Linked DNA regions of Gossypium hirsutum: region 1 is linked to region 2. The links are chromatin contacts, called in public Hi-C maps. All regions are on one chromosome and are shown on one strand. Each heading gives the region's core, a stretch centred on a gene start, on an enhancer-like site or on the middle of the called end of the contact. The rest is flanking DNA. Distances are from core to core; before and after follow the strand shown. Region 1 holds the start of LOC121224682 (lysM domain receptor-like kinase 4). Region 2 holds the start of LOC107945668 (anthocyanidin 3-O-glucosyltransferase 5).

Region 1 (5,567 bases), core at 1,152-3,651, 210 kb after region 2:
GGAATATTAGAATCCATTGCGTAATGGTTTGAAAGTTGGAAGTTTATGGTGGTTATCACAGTTTCATTTGATGAAAGAGCAACCACCTTAATAAAGTCAAACCAATGAATCCTCCCCCATTGATGACATAATGACTTTGAGTTGTCCCTTTCATCTTTAATATATATATACTGTCATGGTTTACAGGACCTTCAAGCTTAAGCTGCTGAAAGCGTCTGTATGTAAATATATATAAAAACCATGGCGACCAACATCAACTTATGAAAGAATTTCTGAAGATCACAAGATTTAGATTTTGCCTAGAATTCCAAAGAAACAGACTAGTTGTCTTTTTTTAAGTTCTTACGAAATCACAAGCTGACCAGGCTGCCTTTGGATGCCACCGAACGCACGTTTCAGTTGGTTTCACGGGCTTTGCAACTAGCGTTTGGTTAAAACCAGTGCAGTGCGGTTTGGCAACTCAACCTCCCTTTTTTTCACTGGAGTTGAAACCTCCAATTCATATGACAAATTTGACCTTCGTTTTTTTTTTTGTCCTTTTTCATCCCATTGTATTAAACCATATTGTTTACTCACGAAAAGACAAAAAGGTAATAAGAAGTTCCATTGGTTCAAAATTTCAAACGGGAGTTCAACCATTAATTAAAAGATTTATATATAAAATGTTAGTATTAAAATTTTATATGTTAATAATTAAAAATAACTATAAATTACTTACTAATAATGTAAATGATTACTTAAATAAGCAATAAATAATTTACATCGATAATATAAAGACAAAATTATAAAAGATTCATAAAATTATAATTGGATAAATTTTTAATAATTTTATAGAAATTAAATAATTTAAAACTTTTATTATATACACTTGTCCTTAATAGTTAATTTTTATTTTTACCTCACTGTCATAGTTGTGTTTAAATCCAAACACATATCTCACCGTTGATTTTAATTTTACTAATACATTATTCAATCTTACAGTTACAGTAATCAATCTCACCACTACCTCTGTTTTTAAGCTTACTATCCATCCAAAAGAAGCTACCTAGGGGCGAAACTGGGGGGCTAGCAGGGCCCCGACCCCACTAAAATGGAAAAATTTTCATTTAGGCCTTTTAAAATTTTTAAAATTTTAAATAAGAAAAGGTAAAATTGCACTTTGCCCCCCTAAAAATATAAAATTTGATTTAATCCTTTCAAAATTATAAAGATGTAGGTTATTAAAATGGTGAAATTATAATTTTTGCTATCGTAAAAATTACAATTTAATTTCGACCCCTAAAAAAAGTTGTTGGTTTCGCCCCTAAAGCTACCCTTAAAACTTTTTTTGAATGAACGGTGTGTTTGCCTCTGGTGGGATTAAAAACAATGATGGCAGTGATACTAGTTACTATAGTGGTAAAATTACATACTGTAGCAGTAAGATTAAAATCCGTTGTGGAGGTATATGTTTAGATTCAAACACAAGTATATCAGTGAGGTAAAAATAGAAAATGACTATTAAGGACAATAAATTAAAAATGATGTACAATAGAAAATTTTAAATTAATTATATAATCATTTTATATTAATTTTTATATTAAATGATAAATATTTTAATTATTTTTATAGTTAATTAATCTCATTATAATCATGTGAAGTATTATTTTCACACATAAGATAAAATTTTAAAATATCTACTTCGATATTTTTAATATGTATCACAAACTTTTAACGAAGGGTAAAAAAAAGGATCATAAATGAAAAAAAGGGTATTTTTGTCAAATAAAAACGTTTTATTTCTCACCGTGGAAGCACCGGAGCTTTTTCCTCCGGTCAGAAAAAGTAGCACCAATGGGTTTTGGAATTTTTCATTTGCAATCCAAACAATTGCTTTAACGCGTTTGATAAGAAAACGTGCGGCACTGAGTTCAACTTGTGAACCCAAGGGCCCTAAGATTGTTTCTCATAATATGAACAAAAACAAGCGCATAAGATGTGAGGAATTCATCAGCTATGGCGACAAATAGGGTGAACAATGAACGATGAACAATGAAATCCTATATATGAATCGTGTTTCATATCTTGTTTAAAACAGTAACTTAATTCTCATCCAATAGTGGGAACAAAACTCGTTTTGCTTTGACATCCTTTTTTTTTTTTTTACAATATTCCCAACTTTTAGCCGCCATCATCAGACATGGACAGATTCAATTATTTTTCCTTTGTATCTTATTTCATCCCATCATTTTCATGATTCCTGTATCCAAAACAGCCACTGTATTTCTGTTTGTTAACCTTCGGTTTTCCCACCCAAGGAAATTTTCAACACTGTTTGATGATTCCTACTTTCGTTTTCTTTAACTTTTTGTGTCATTTTCAATCCATTCAGAGTTGGCCTAGTCCAATCATCATGCTTGAATTTCCCCCTAATCTTAAATAATCTTGAGCGCCTCAGCAGTTGATCTTCCTGGAAGACTCCAACAATTAGCACATTCAAGTCAACAAAACCTTTTTTCTTCCATCTTTGCAACCATGTTATTGTTTCTCTAATCTATCTAAACACTTTCGGTTTTCCCTTCTTCCTGTCATGGATCAGTTTCGGTTCGGTTTCTTCATATTATTATGTGTTTTCATGCATAAGTTCCATGCTCAGCAAAGCTACTCAGGAAACTCAATATTGAATTGTTCCGAAAATGATGAAACAGGCTCATCTTCAGCCTTTCTTTACACTTGCAATGGTGAAAAGCCATCTTGTCAGGCCTTTCTGATATTCAAATCTTATCCTCCTTATGACTCAATCTCAACCATCTCGAACCTTACATCTGCAGATCCATTGGAGCTTGCACACATCAACAATATTTCACTTTCTACAATCTTCCCTGCAAACAAAGAGGTGATTGTTCCAGTGAATTGTTCTTGTTCAGGTCAGTACTATCAAGCCAACACTTCTTACATCATTCCAAGTAAGCAAGTCGATTATTTTTCGATTGCCAACAATACCTATCAAGGGTTGTCGACCTGCAAGTCTCTTAGTAAGGAGAATAGTGATTCAGGCTTGCAAGTTGGTTCGGTTTTACAAGTACCACTTAGATGTGCTTGTCCCACAAGAAATCAAACATTAAATGGTATTAAATTTCTAATGACTTATGTGGTTCATTGGGAAGACACCATCCATGATATCAGTAAGAGATTCAATGCTAGTATGGAAAGTGTTGGTGATGCAAACGGAATTGATTTAGATGACGCACTTATTTTTCCCTTTACAACAGTTCTGGTTCCATTGTCAACCAAACCTTCAAGCTCTCAAACTATAATTCACTTTCAACAACCACCCGCTTCTTCACCCACCACTCCAATAGATGTGATCAAACCCTCAAGGAAAAGATTCACTGTTTGGCTTGCAATCGGAGTTCCCTTGCTGGTACTTTTCCTTTTGCTGCTGCTGATGTTTTTACATCATAAGAAAACTAGGGAGGCTGCCAGAAAAGATAAGAGAAAGAAATGGGAGTTACCTAATGATGTTCTGGTGAGCATAGATCAAAATTTGAAAGTTTACGATTTCAAAGATCTAGAGGCGGCTACAGAAAATTTCAGCAACAAATACAAGATGGGTGCCTCTGTTTATCGAGGTGTTCTCAAGGGAGAATTGCTAGCCATAAAACAAATGAGCAAAGCTGTAGATAAAGAGGTAAGCTTGCTGCAAAGGATTAATCATTTCAATCTAATAAGCCTTCGTGGGGCTTGTGAGCACTCTGGTGTCTTTTACCTTGTTTATGAGTTCATGGAGAATGGTTCTTTAAAAGAATGGCTTCAAAACAAGAGTTGCCAGAAATTCCAGGTATGGGGTTATAGAATTCATATTGCTTTAGATGTTGCTAATGGGCTTCATTATCTTCACAACTTCACCACTCCAGCATATGTGCATAAAGATATTTGTAGTGACAACGTGCTGCTTGATCGAGATTTGAGGGCCAAGATTTCAAACTTCAGTCTAGCACGATCAGCAGAAAGAGAAGATAGCAGAAAATCATCGATGTGGAGTTATCTCGGAACAAAGGGTTACAAGGCACCTGAATACATTGAGTATGGCTTGGTGACACCTGAGATGGATATATATGCCTTTGGGGTTCTTCTGCTGGAACTGATTACAGGAAAGCCAGCAGTTTTTATGCAGGATGAAAAGGAAGTACTATTATCAGAAAGAATACTAACAATTATGAAAGGAGAGAATGCAGATGCTGAAATTGATCGCATAATCAATCCTAACCTGAAAGGACACCTCTGGATGAAACTTGCACGCCAGATGTTGAAATTGAGCATCAACTGCTTGGCAGAAGAACCAGAAAGCAGACTGAGCATGGCTGAAGTAGTTTCATATCTGTTGAGAATTCAACTGGATGCACAGCGATCAGAAGAACCCTTTCCATCGGAATGGCGTTAAAAGCATGGATAAATAAAATTAATATTTTCAGTAATGCACAATTCTTTGTAAATTGTGTGCATGTATAATGCATCTGTTGCTTTTCTTCATTAACATAAATAAGACAAGCCAAACATCTTAAAAAAATGAAAACCAAGCAAAATATGTACAATAGATCAATCCCAGTTTTGCAAAGCGAACTTGAACATTGTTTTTTTTTCATGAAAACTACCATTGGACTGATGACTTGAGCAATTTCTGTTTCTATCCTGGAAGACCAAGAGCCTTCCAGTATCTAAAAGGATGAGTAAATAAGAACAGAACAGCTAAAGACGATTTCTACCATGCTTGGCCAGTCAGAGGATGCTCCTGGAGCAGACCCTCGCCTAATACTGCCAAGCTTAGAGCACCATTGATGGGATAAAAGTTCTCTATGTTCGGATCAATCCATTTTCTCTTCTCCTTTCCTTCAATTTCTATGACTTCCATTAGATTCTCCAACAACATGAAAGTCTCATCATTTCCTTTTGTTACCATGGCTTTCTTTCCTGAAAGCAGTTCTGACAATAAAATCCCAAAAGCAACTCTAACAATGTTTACCTACAAGTCCCAAGATAAAATTTTCTGGCCTTATTTGCTAAGCCAGTCTTATCTATCAAATTGCATTTCAGAATTTGATTCAACAAGTTAACATTTGCAAATTGCAATCCAGATATAACACAAGACAAAAATTAGGATTCCTGAAAGATTGCAGGAAAAAAGAAGGTTGCCACAATAAAGTCTAAATACTTTGATTTGTAGAAGGCAAACAACTCTATGCAGGGGCAATAACACTGTTGGAATAAATACTATAAACTCTAGTGAGATCTTCAGAGCTAACTGTCCATACATGACCGCGCAATGCCAGTGGAAGGACTCCATCAGTCTCCTCATACCTCTCTTCTACAATAACAGCCTCTTTTCGCCTGCCTTCTTGCCAAAGACTTTTCACGAGCAAGTCTTTTGTGGCAGCATCAGGCATTAAATTTGAATTTCTCATGTCTACAAAAGCTCTATATGCAAGTGCAGCTCTCTGACACTTGCAATAAGCTTGGATTAACAACTTAAACATATAGGCATCTGGTTCCATGCCACTCTGTCTAATCATCGAAAAGAGTTGCTGAAC
Region 2 (5,191 bases), core at 734-3,233:
ACATATTTGTAACTTCAATTTTAATTTTAGATAATGTTTTAGTATTATCGATAGAAGCTGAGATTCTAAAATTTTGAAGTTGGTACACATTATGATTTATGTTTGAATATATTTTTTATATTTAATTAAATTGTGTTTCGCTAAATCAAAAGTAGTACAAAGTGTGTTATTCTTCCAAAGCATATAAAAGTAGCACAAGGTTTATTAAGAGACTCAGAATATAGTTTAATAGATAAAGCAAAGCTTAACGCATTAATTGAGCTAATGCTTTAAAAGAAGAACCATTGTGATTCCAAGCTTTTTCTCCACTCAATTTTAATTGTTTGACTCTAGCTCTCATTGTATGGCCTTCTTCATCAACCATTAGCCTTTTCACCATCAACTTTATCTCCTCTCTTCCTACAATTTCCTTTGATGGCAATGTTTTGGATCGCACTGCTATTTTCAGCTCTTCTACCAACAAAGTAGCATTCATTCTCTGTTCTGCATATAGGGGCCAAGCTATCAAGGGTACTCCATGGGTGATACTTTCTAAGGTCGAATTCCACCCACAGTGCGACAAAAATCCCCCAACTGATTGATGCCTTAAAATTTCAACCTGTGGAGCCCAATCAGAGATTATCAATCCCATATTGTTGCTCCAGTCCAAGAATCCTTCAGGCAAATAGCTTGCTAATCTTTCATCATTGCAGTCATTTCCAACGGTGAAAAATGACCCATCACAGGATTTTGCAACAACTGGTGTTCGGACCACCCAAATGAACCTTTGTTGGCTTAGCTGTAAGCCCAAAGCCAACTCTCTCATTTGCTCCTTTGTCAATATCCCCCCACTCCCAAATGATATGTACAAAACAGACTCACTCGGTTGCTTGTCTAGCCAAAGAAACATTTCACTTTTATTCGAGTCAATTGGTCTGTTTGGCGTTGTTACCGTGGGCCCAACTGGATAGATTGGAGCCTTGCTGATACCACCCCAGAGCTTATCATTTCTCAAAGCAGCAAGCGTTGCTGGTTCCAGCTCCTCCCATGTGTTAAGCAAAATCCCATCAGCCATTGGGATCTTAATCCCCATATTTAAATATTCCAAGTATTGCTGATCAGATCGACATAACATTGGATCTACTACATCTTCAAGTTGAAGAGGCCTACATCCGGGGATAAACAAAGCATCCTTTTCATCAACATACTCTCCCTTGACAACCTCATCGAGAACCGGAAGATATAAAGTCAAAGCAAGAAACCCTGCATGCGAGGGGATGTAAACAAACTTGGGAATCTTAAATTGATCAGCGAAGTCCATACTTTCATATCCGAATAAATCAACAATGAAAAGTGTTGGAGGGACACTCAAAGCAGAGACAGCAGATGAAAAAGCTGGTTTAATTTCACGCATAATAACAGCTATTCGAGTAACCACCGCGGCATCAGCATGGACAAGGTGAGAAATATCGGGTGGTGGGAGAAGGATGATTCGACATAGGTTCAGGCTCATAAACGATTGGATTACCAGAGATTCTGCGGCTGATAGTGAAGGAACAACGAAGATGGTTACCTTGGAATTAGACAGAGTGGCTAGGCGCTTTGCAAGCTCCAGGACTGGAGTAAGGTGGCCTAAACCAGGGCTTGATAACAGTACTACGTGAGTCTCCATTTCACTTTCCATGTCTGAAACAAAAACAAGAGCCAGCATTGAAGAAAAGTCATGGTATTAGAGACTGATTTTAGTTTACAAGTGGTATTTTGGAGTGTTTACACCAGATTTTAAATTTCATGTAATTATATTCGTTTTCAAATTATCTATTCTTAAGCCCACATCTGTCCTTCTAGATTAGTTCATTGCTATAAAAGGTTGATCCAAGTAAGAAGAGTCCAATTTTGCACCACACAATGGATATCCTTTTCTAAGTATAATGATTGACTCACAATAATTTAAGGTGTAGCTAACGGATGTATATCAACAGAAATTTTGATCTCACTATTTTTCCTTTTTACTCGTTTAGGCTTGTTTTTTTTAAATTATAGTATTAAATTTTAAAAAGTTATAAAATAATTGTTTGACTATTTAAAATTTTTTATTTCAATCATTCAACTATTTGAATATTTTTTTATTTAATTCACTAGTTATTAATTGTTTTTAAAAAAATTCAATTAACGAGCTCTAAGCGACGATTCTATAATCGATACAGTGGAACAGTATCATCGACAAGTAGAAAAATATATCTTAGATCCAAGTTAGTCTGATGGTTAATGTCGAAGATCCAAGTTGATCCACATGGCAGACATAGATTAAATAAAAAAATATATAAATATATATTAATAAAAAATATAATTTTTCACATCAAGAATGAATATGAACATATGGTTGTTGAGATATTTTTAGTAAGTTCATATATATATTTTTATTTTTTATAAAATATTAATTTTAAGTTTTATTGTTATAAATATATATAATATATATTTATTAAAATATAAAAGAATTACAATATTTTAGAAAACATATAAAAATTTATAATATATAAATTAATAAAAATTTATAATTTATAATTTTATAAAAATATATAAACATATAAAAGAACTAAAAATCTCTAAATTTATAGAAATATATATATATATAAAAGAACTAAAAAGTATGTCTACATTAAATTTGAACAACCTTCTGTCAAGGTTCATTCTTGATGTTAAAACTTTTTTATATTATATTTGTTGAAACCATCGTTCTAAAAAAATTTTAGTTGTCAACTTAAATATGAAAATTGGGAGTCGCCACCGATCTTTTATTGAGGTGTGATCGGATTACCTTAAAAATAATTTTAGGTCTGCAAATTTTGAGAAAACAGGTTCGGGAGTCGGTTACGCACGAGGAAGGGTTAGCACCCTCGTGACGCCCAAAATTGGTACCGAATTGATCGTTTAATGTCTTAATGTCAAAATTTTGAAAAGATTTTAAAATACGATCATTTTAACTTGAATAAATTGAATAATAAAACACTCTTATTTCAAAGAAATAAAATGTCACACCCAGTGAGTTAGGGTGCAACATTTTTAATCTTCAAAATTAAGTTTATCTTTTAACTTTTAAAACCCATGCATTTGAGAAGGATATTTGATTATTCGGGTCAAATGAGAAAATCAAAACTCAGTAAGTTAGGGTTCAATTTCACAAAATTCTTAAATATCAAATATTGCCTTTATTCATTTATTAGAAAAAATCCTCGTCTCGAGAGAACAATATGTCATATCCAATGCGTTAGGACAGCACGTATCGAATTCTCGAGAATGACCTTTTTATTTATGTTTTAATTTAAGCATATCCTCGATTATTTAGATTCAACGAAGAGAATTGGAACCCAATACGTTAGGGCTTAATCCTTTCGAAGATCCTAAATGTCGAGTATTGCGTTATTTTTGAAAACTTTTGTATGAAATAACTTTAACATTTGTAATCTTTTGAATGAACAAAAACGATTGAATAATAATGTACAACCAGACGATAACTCATAAACCATAATATATGTTAATGAATACAAATAATCGATAAATACCAATAAACAATGCCAAACACATAAAGACAATAATCTCACATCACATGTAAATATGAACATTAACATTTAAAAGCTAATAATAATAATAAAATACTAAGAAACCAGCGAATTAATACAAACACCTACCCCATGTACAAATTTGAAATAACTAAAAAACAAAAGAAAAGAAATTATATAAATTTAAAATAAATAATATATAACTGAAAATTTGAAATAAATAATAAAAAAATACAATTTAAAAGCAAATATTTCATAAAATAATAGTGTCCCAATAAATTTAAAAATAAGTATTATATCAAAATACATAAAGATATATACATATATTAATTTAGATAAATAATATATGAGAAAAAACAATAATAATGTAAATAACATACGTATATACTAATAATAGTAACAAAATAATTAATAAATTAATAAAAAAACAAATGTAAAAAAAGGGTTAAATCACAATTAGATCTAAATTAATAAGAAATTAATGTAATTAAAACAAAACGGGGGACTATATCGCAACGCGCGAATTATATGGGGGGCCGAGTGGGAAATATTCCCTCCCTTCCAAAATGCAGCGTTTTATGTGTGACTGAATTGAAACAGGTTCAAAATTCATCCGAGAAATTTACAGAAAAAAATAAAATTAAAAAGGCGGAGTAAAAAGGAGGGATCAAAGGCGCAAATAAACCACACAACAAAAATGCGCGGATCCTCCCCGAGTCGGGTCACACGCGCGGGTTATATGGCCAATACGGCGCCGTTTTAAGGCCACCGAAACCGGCCTTAAACGGCGTCGTTTTTCACACAATAAATACCAACCTCCAAACCCTAAAATCAGCAGCTATTTCATCTTAACAAAGCAAAAAAGAAACCTAAGCTAAATATGCCCCTCTGCCCCGCTCTTTAGACCAGCCACTCAAAGGCTCTTCAATCCCTCGCCCGATCTCCGATTACGATGGAGAAGACAAGGAATCGGCTCCACAACAAAGGTAAACTCCTCACTCTAAACTTCCTTTTTCTTTTATTTATTTACACTAGCAATGAACATAAGAATAAAAGAAAAATAGAGAAAAAACGAAGAGAGACTAAAAAACCTTACGAAATTTTCTTTGAATTTTTTTTTCTGTATTCAATTTTTTTTGTAAAAAAGGATCCTTTTACATTGTTTTCCTTGGCTCTTTATAGCCAAAATTACAAAATAAAATAAAATAAAATAAATGATCTATCATTGCCACGTTTTGGCTTTCTGTTTTCTCTTTCTTTTTCGTTGGTGTTGTTTGTTTCTGTTGCAGGTGTGGCGTTTGTTGTGTGCAGGTACAGCCTGGAAAAGGCGTGCGTGGACTTGGCGCGGAGGCGCAGCACGCACGGGGATCTGGTTCGATTGCGGCGCAACAACTACTAGGGTTTCTGACTTCTAGTTGGGTTAGTCGGGCCAGGGTATTGGGCTTAGGTTTTGGCTAAGTGTTGGGTAATTGGGTTGGGGATATTGGTTGATTCAGATTTAGAGTCTGTTTAGGTGTGGCTAATTTTGGGCTAGTAATCTGGGTTTAGGTTTAGTATTTGGGTTAATGAGTGAATTGGGCTTTGAATCTGTAAATGGACATTTATTTATTTTTTGGGTTTTTGGTTTGATTTTAATATTTATAAAAACTAGG

What was found. A called contact is a pair of places that touch in the nucleus more often than the background predicts.
Region 1: a Hi-C map of leaf shows a contact between it and region 2, with 2.4 times the contacts expected there. The contact joins the promoter of LOC121224682 here to the promoter of LOC107945668 in region 2. A contact is called at or near these places in 2 of 34 Hi-C or Micro-C datasets (both in leaf).

The regions. Positions count from the first base shown.
Region 1 is chrD12:12,503,531-12,509,097 of Gossypium_hirsutum_v2.1, forward strand. It overlaps LOC121224682 (lysM domain receptor-like kinase 4), which reads left to right and starts at 2,402. Exons shown (of 1, transcript XM_041108486.1): 1 at 2,402-4,423. The coding sequence starts at 2,570. The coding sequence ends at 4,423. LOC107926518 (pentatricopeptide repeat-containing protein At5g66631) reads right to left here. Exons shown (of 1, transcript XM_016857397.2): 1 at 5,018-5,567. The coding sequence ends at 5,217.
Region 2 is chrD12:12,297,078-12,302,268 of Gossypium_hirsutum_v2.1, forward strand. It overlaps LOC107945668 (anthocyanidin 3-O-glucosyltransferase 5), which reads right to left and starts at 1,984. Exons shown (of 1, transcript XM_016879757.2): 1 at 153-1,984. The coding sequence starts at 1,690. The coding sequence ends at 245.